2 separate regions of the Mus musculus genome follow, and region 1 is linked to region 2. Evidence: chromatin contacts called from public HiCAR-type data. All regions are on one chromosome and are shown on one strand. Each heading gives the region's core, a stretch centred on a gene start, on an enhancer-like site or on the middle of the called end of the contact. The rest is flanking DNA. Distances are from core to core; before and after follow the strand shown. Region 1 holds the start of Tmem260 (transmembrane protein 260). Region 2 holds the start of Dlgap5 (DLG associated protein 5).

The links. HiCAR-type assays count read pairs that join an accessible place to other places.
Region 1: a contact with region 2 is called in a HiCAR-type map of astrocytes, with 2.9 times the contacts expected there. The contact joins the promoter of Tmem260 here to the promoter of Dlgap5 in region 2. A contact is called at or near these places in 1 of 39 promoter capture datasets (pre-B cells), 1 of 484 Hi-C or Micro-C datasets (B cells) and 1 of 115 datasets of contacts at active chromatin or transcription factors (astrocytes).

The regions. Positions count from the first base shown.
Region 1 is chr14:48,444,332-48,447,627 of GRCm38.p6, forward strand. Tmem260 (transmembrane protein 260) reads left to right here and starts at 2,021. Exons shown (of 16, transcript NM_172600.4): 1 at 2,021-2,272. The coding sequence starts at 2,125.
Region 2 is chr14:47,416,548-47,419,693 of GRCm38.p6, forward strand. Dlgap5 (DLG associated protein 5) reads right to left here and starts at 1,860. Exons shown (of 19, transcript NM_144553.2): 1 at 1,562-1,860; 2 at 1-24. The coding sequence starts at 23.

The DNA.
Region 1 (3,296 bases), core at 771-3,270, 1.0 Mb after region 2:
CAGTGGGCAAGCTGCTTGCTAGGTGTCTTAGTCAGGGTTTCTATTCCTGCACAAACATCATGACCAAGAAGCAAGTTGGGGAGGAAAGGGTTTATTCAGCTTACATTTCCATACTGCTGTTTATCACCAAGGAAGTCAGGACTGGAACTCAAGCAGGTCAGAAAGCTGGAGCTGATGCAGAGGCCATGGAGGGATGTTCCTTACTGGCTTGCTTCCCCTGGCTTGCTCAGCCTGCTCTCTTGTAGAATCCAAGACTACCAGCCCAGAGATGGTCCCACCCACAAGGGGCCTTTCCCCCTTGATCACTAATTGAGAAAATGCCTTACAGTTGGATCTCATGGAGGCATTTCCTCAACTGAAGCTCCTTTTTCTGTGATAACTCCAGCTGTGTCAAGTTGACACAAAACTAGCCAGTACACTAGGCAAAAGTGAGGTACTGTGTTTGGATCTCCAGAACTCGTAGAAAATCAAGTCATGCTGTTGGCACCTGTAACTCCAGAACTGGCTGGGAGACAGTTGGATTCTATGGGCTCCAGCTAATCAATTTATCAAAAAACAAACAAACAAACAAACAAACAAAACAAAGAACCCAAATGAAACAAAACCAAGTCAAAAACAAAAAACAAAAACACCACCACCACTAACAACAACAACAACAAAAAAACCCAAGGTGGGCAGCTATAGTTGAAGACATCCAAAATTGACCTCTGGTCTCTACATGTACAGACTTGGACAACTCCCCTCCCCACCACACACACACATTGTCACATATGAACACACATACATACAAGATAATCCTGGACAAGCTGTCTAGTTGAAAGGTGTATTTCTCATGATCTCTTGCTACCAAGAAAAGCATTTTCCTCAATGGACGTCAATGGAGAACTTGCTACCATGTCTCCCAGCCATGAAAATCTCTCCCAAATAAACTGCTTCTTCTATAAGTTTCACTGGTCATAGTGTTTTCTCATGCAATAAGGAAAGTACACTGCCCAACCCCTGTGTCCCAGGAGCTCAGATGATAAAGCATTTTATAAACACCAGGAAAAGACTAAGATAGGTGGGCACAATTACTGCCTATCAACTTCACAGCCTGGACACAGTGTTCCTGTCAGACTGCAAATAGCACATTTGTGAATGTTGCCCATTTCCCGTGTATTCTGACACAGATTCTAAGGAGGTTGCCCGCTCCCTTCCCAGACTGAATAATTGCTAAAATAATGCAAACTGCAAGCTTAAAATGTTTACTAGCCTAGCCTGCATGAGGCCCTAGATTCAATTCTCAGCAGTGTGCTGTGTATTGTCTAGTAGCTCCCATCTCTTTCTACATTCCATTTGCATTATTTATGTGGGCTCTTGATTTCATTTTCCACTTTTAGAGCAAAAAAAACAAAAAAACAAAAATCATTCTTCTTCATTTAAGTAGGAGACACTCTTATCATGAAGAGTTAATTTTGTTAACTCAAGTATTTCAACTCACCTACTGAGTTCTCATGTTAAAAAAAGGCTAATTAGCACATTTTAATATCTTAAAATTAGTGAATTAATAATTAGCATATGGATTTACATTAATTTTAATGAGGCAAGGCTCTATAAATACATAGCCGCGATCAATGAGTCCACTGAAAAATATAATAGCAATTAATGTATTTGTGGCTTACTACATGGTTGGAACCCTTCCTTGTTGGGTTTCTAGGGGGCTCTCTTATGCAGTTCCACCCCACGCCACAGGGGGCAGAGCAGCGCTTTCTGGCTCACCGTTATCCACGCCACTTCCGTCTCTTTTGGAACGGACCAAGTCAGTGCGGAAAGGGGGAGAGAGACTGCATAGTGCGAGTAGGCCTGGCCCATGATTGATGTCGTTGGGAATTATGCTCCCTTGTGATTCGTTACTTCAAAGCACACTGACGCAGACACAGTACCACGCGCAGTGACCCCCAGAAGACTCCTAAGCCGTGCCGGAGTGCGCCCGCCATCTCCTCCTCCCCGACCTGGCGGGCGAAGGTATGGTGCGCTCGGCCCTGCTAGACCGGAAGCCGGCGCGGGCTGTGCGCGCCTCTCGGCCAGGGAAGGTCCGCACCGCTGCGAGGGGTCACGGTCCGCGAGCTGCGCGCGTCCGGGCCCATGGGTCTCCATGGCGACGGCGGGAGCCCGGCAGCCGGAGCGGGGCCGTGGCGCTCCGGGGCCCTCCGCGGCAGCGTGGCCGTGTTCGCCTCCGTGGCTGCCGTGTTCACCCTCACGCTGCCCCGCTCGCTGCCTGGGGGAGACTCGGGTAAAGTACTCGCAGGCCGCCCTCCTCCCCGCCCCCCTGCCTCCGGGTGCCGCCGCCTCGGTGTCCCGGCCCCGCGTCCCCTCGCTGGAGCTCCGTGCACGGTTCTGAATTCCAGAACCAGTTCTCTTTCCGGTTCTGGATCTTGGTCTCTGTGTTCTCGAGCTGCTCAGCCGATGAAATTTAACCACTGTCCACTTTGCCCGGATCGTTGTTACCTGTATCACCTGTCGTGCCCTTACAGTGTCACAGACAAAAAAAGATTGACAGTAGTTAACAAATAGCATGGAGCGTTCTACTGTGTTTAGAGACGACACAACGGGTTATTAAATAAACTACATTTTAAGTAGTGGTGAGTTACGGAGGCACTAAGGGAGAATGTGGTTGGAGTGGTAATGAGTAGATTCCTCAGAAGGTCAGGAAAGGCTACCTTGGAGGTGTATTAGTTAGAACCTGAATATTAAGGAACCAGCCATGCAGAAAATTTAGAGGGGAACTCATAAAAGGGAATGCAACTGAAAGCACCCCTCTTCCTGTGAAAATGAAAGACAGGTTTCACACAGATTAAGCTAGGGCATACTTTTCACATATCTGAGTCTAGAAACAAGTCCCTGGTTTGGTTTGGTTTTTACAGCCAGATAAAGTGATCAATAATTTCTCATAATAATCAGCCGTGTTTTCAGAATGGTTCTGTAATGGAACAGTCAAACCGTTTCCTGAAGAGCCCATGAGCTGTTTATAATTTCACTACCTGACAAGTTCACCCGGATTTGGTGGCTGCAGGGGGGAGCATTTATCATCTGTCTGTGGATCAGTATCTCTAGGTGCAGTTTAGCCGGATTCACTAACACAAGACAAGGTGGGGGCCAGGGTTGCAACTTCTCAGGACCCTGTTTAGGGAGTATCTACTTCCAAACTTAAGTCTAGCCCTATATCCCATGTGGCTCTCTTCATAAAATAGCTGATTCCTGTCAAAAGCAAGAGAGCATTCTGTCACCTCTGTCATTTTTGAGACCTAATCCTGGAA
Region 2 (3,146 bases), core at 610-3,109:
CTGGCAAAACGTGACACCAGCATCCTGCCAAAGAGGAGAAACAGACACCAACATAAATGGATTTTCATTTTATTATTTAAAAAAAGTAAAATAAAATCTCAGGTCAGGCTGTGGCAGGCAGAAGGCTCAAGCGAGCAAATCATGTGAGCTTTGCATAGCCTGGGCTAAAGAGTAAAACATTCTCTCAAAGAGATAAATTAGTAAACTAATAAAAATGATCAAGACTTCAATCTATCTCCTACACCACTCTGCACTTCCTTGAAATGAAAATATTAAAACTCACAATGGAAAAAATATGAGTAGATATGAAAGTAGAAAAGTCATCACAGATGAGATACCACGGCCTATTTGGGGGTTATGAGTAGGAAGTAAGTAAGGTCTGAAACCCACCTAGACCCTTCATCGCAGCATCACCCTACTGTGATGAACACACTCCTGTGACTTTAACACCTGGCTAAAGCTGGCCTGATAAATACTGTGCAACCACAGTCGGAAAACCAAAACAAGAGGGCCTGCTCATGGTCAGTCGGTCTCAGCTCCAAAGGAGGCTGGTGGGAGCTATGTGAAACCTTGTTTTAATCCTCTCCCCACCAAAAGAAAAAAAGGAAAAGAGAGAAAGTGTCAAACACAACTACTAGAGAAAGAGTTTAAGCAAAACTTGTTAACACGGTTGTCTTAGACAGGGTGTCAATTGCTGCAACAAAACACCATGACCTAAAAGCAAGTTGGGGAGGAAAGGGCTTATTCAGCTCACACTTCCACTTTGCTATTCATCATCAAAGGAAGTCAGGACTGGAACTCAAGCAAGGCTGGAACCTGGAGGCAGGAGCTGGTGCTGAGGCCACAGAGTGACCCTTCTTACTGGCTTGCTTCACTTTCTTACAGAACCAAGGATTGCAGCCCAGGGATGGCTGCCACCCACAAGATGCTGGGCCCTTCCCCATTAATCATTAACTGAGAAAATGCCTTACAGCTGGACCTCATGTCGTCATTTCCTCAACTGAGGTCCTTCTTCTCTAATGGCTTGTGTCATGGTGATGGTCAAGTGGACCTCTCAGGTCAGCTCCCCTGCCTGTGCACTCATCTTAAGATTCTCCGTCTAATACTTACAGCAGGTTAGAGAGAAATGACAGCGTCTTCAGGAAAAGCAGAATCCACTGACACTTGTGGGCTATTTTGGGAGGTTACTAGCATACAGGTCGGGTAGAGTCTCATCTCTAATACGCTGTCAATGCTTTAGGATAATCTACATTTTTCATGCCAATTTTTTCCAAAGGTTTTTTTTCTTGTTGTTTATGTGTATGTCTATTTCTGTGTTGGGGTGGATGCATACTGGTGTCCAGTAGAGGGTGTCGGACCTCTTGACGCTGGAGCTACAAGGAGTTTGTGACCTGCCCTACGTGGGATGCTGGGAAGCTAACTCTGCAAACAAGTGCTCCTTCCTAACTGTTGAGCCATCTCACCTAGGCCATTTTTAAATTTTTTCGGGACAGTCTCGTCCCAGGCCATTCTCGAGCTGGTATGCAGCCACGGAGGACCTTGAACTCTTGATCCCACTTACCTGAAGCAGTTTCTGGATCCACAACAATGTCGCAACACAGAAAACTCCACCGATCCGCAGAAGGAACTCCCGGACCGACCCTTCACGGAACTGAAATTTCCCGCTGCCAGCCGCTGATTGGAGGGACTTTTGCCAACACTTCCGGAAGCTCCCGCCCCTTCCCCTCGAACGAGGCTTGCGATAGGTTGGTTCTGTGCGACATTTAAATTGTTTGGAAGGCAAAGGGTTGGGAGCGGGAGGGCGAGGGGGAGGAGGGAGGCGGTAAACCCGCTAGGCGTGGCAGCGACACACTATAAACTCAGTGGGGCGGGCCGCACTTGTTGGCTCTTCAGGCCGGTTTTCTTCTTTCCTTTTAAACGTGTTTGTTTGTTTGTTTGTTTGTTTTGGTTTTTAAGACAAGGTCTCACTATGTCTGGGAACTCACTATGTAGACAAGGCTGGCCTCGAACTCACCGAGATGCTCCTGCCTGTCACTGAGTGCTGCTGGGATTACGGGCTGAGCATCCACGCTAAAAAAAGGCAAAGGTTTTAAGTTAAACGAGATCATTTATTCCATTTCTCCTTCTTTTCTAAGGCAAAATTAACGTCTGCCTTAGAAATCAACTGAGATTTCTAACAGACACATAAACGAAGGCACACATCCCATGAGATATCAAGAAAACAAAAACGCCTGGGCCAGGACAGCTGTGCTGACCATGTGTTTGTAGACTGATCGGTATCCAGTAGACACCGGGAAGATAAATTAGGAAAGAGTTTGTAAGTTTGGCTTTTGCTTTTTCCCTGCCAACATCTTGGGAAAGAGGACCAGCTGCCTGCAGCTCTATAGCAGCACTGAGACCTCTGGGACATACAAAGAGAAAGATGAAGATAGGTAACTGACATAATATTCATGGTTATGTTAGATCTGATGGGGGAAAGAAACACCAATTTCGCGAGTGGCTGATTAAAGCAAGCTATATCTGATTAAAGCAAACTGGCCAGCCAGCTGCGGTCTCCCAAAGTGGAGATTTCAGAGAGCAGCCCCTCACTGGCTTTTGAGGTTCTTTTTATGGGAATGGGTCAGGGTTGCTAAAAAAAAAAAAAAAAAAAAAAAAAAAAGAGCCGTTGGAGATAACTGACTCTTAGTGCCTTTAGCATCTGGGCCAGCGGGAGAGTGAGCCACTCGGGGTTCAAGGCTACCTATGGGGTAGATAAATGCAAGAACACAGCATGTGGAAGGGGAGTCATCACAGGTGTTCAGGAACTTAACAAGGCAAAGGGGTGGGCGTACATCATGGGGTCACAAGTTCAGCATAGGTTGAAAAACATGGTTTGCAGGAAACAAACCTGTTCTTGTAAGGTGTTAAAAGACACCTTAAGACGTAGTAACAGTGTGTGACAATGTGGTTCCTGTTTGGGTTTCACTGTTGTTTTAAAATAGCTGAGACTGGGGGCTGGAGAGTTGCTTGGCAGTTGAGAGCACTTTCTTGCCCTGGCAGAAAACCCAGGCACCCACGTGGTGGCTCACAACTCTCTGTAACTCCAGTTCTAAAAGATCCATCACATTCTGACCTCTGTGGGCAAAACACTCATAGGCAGAAAACAA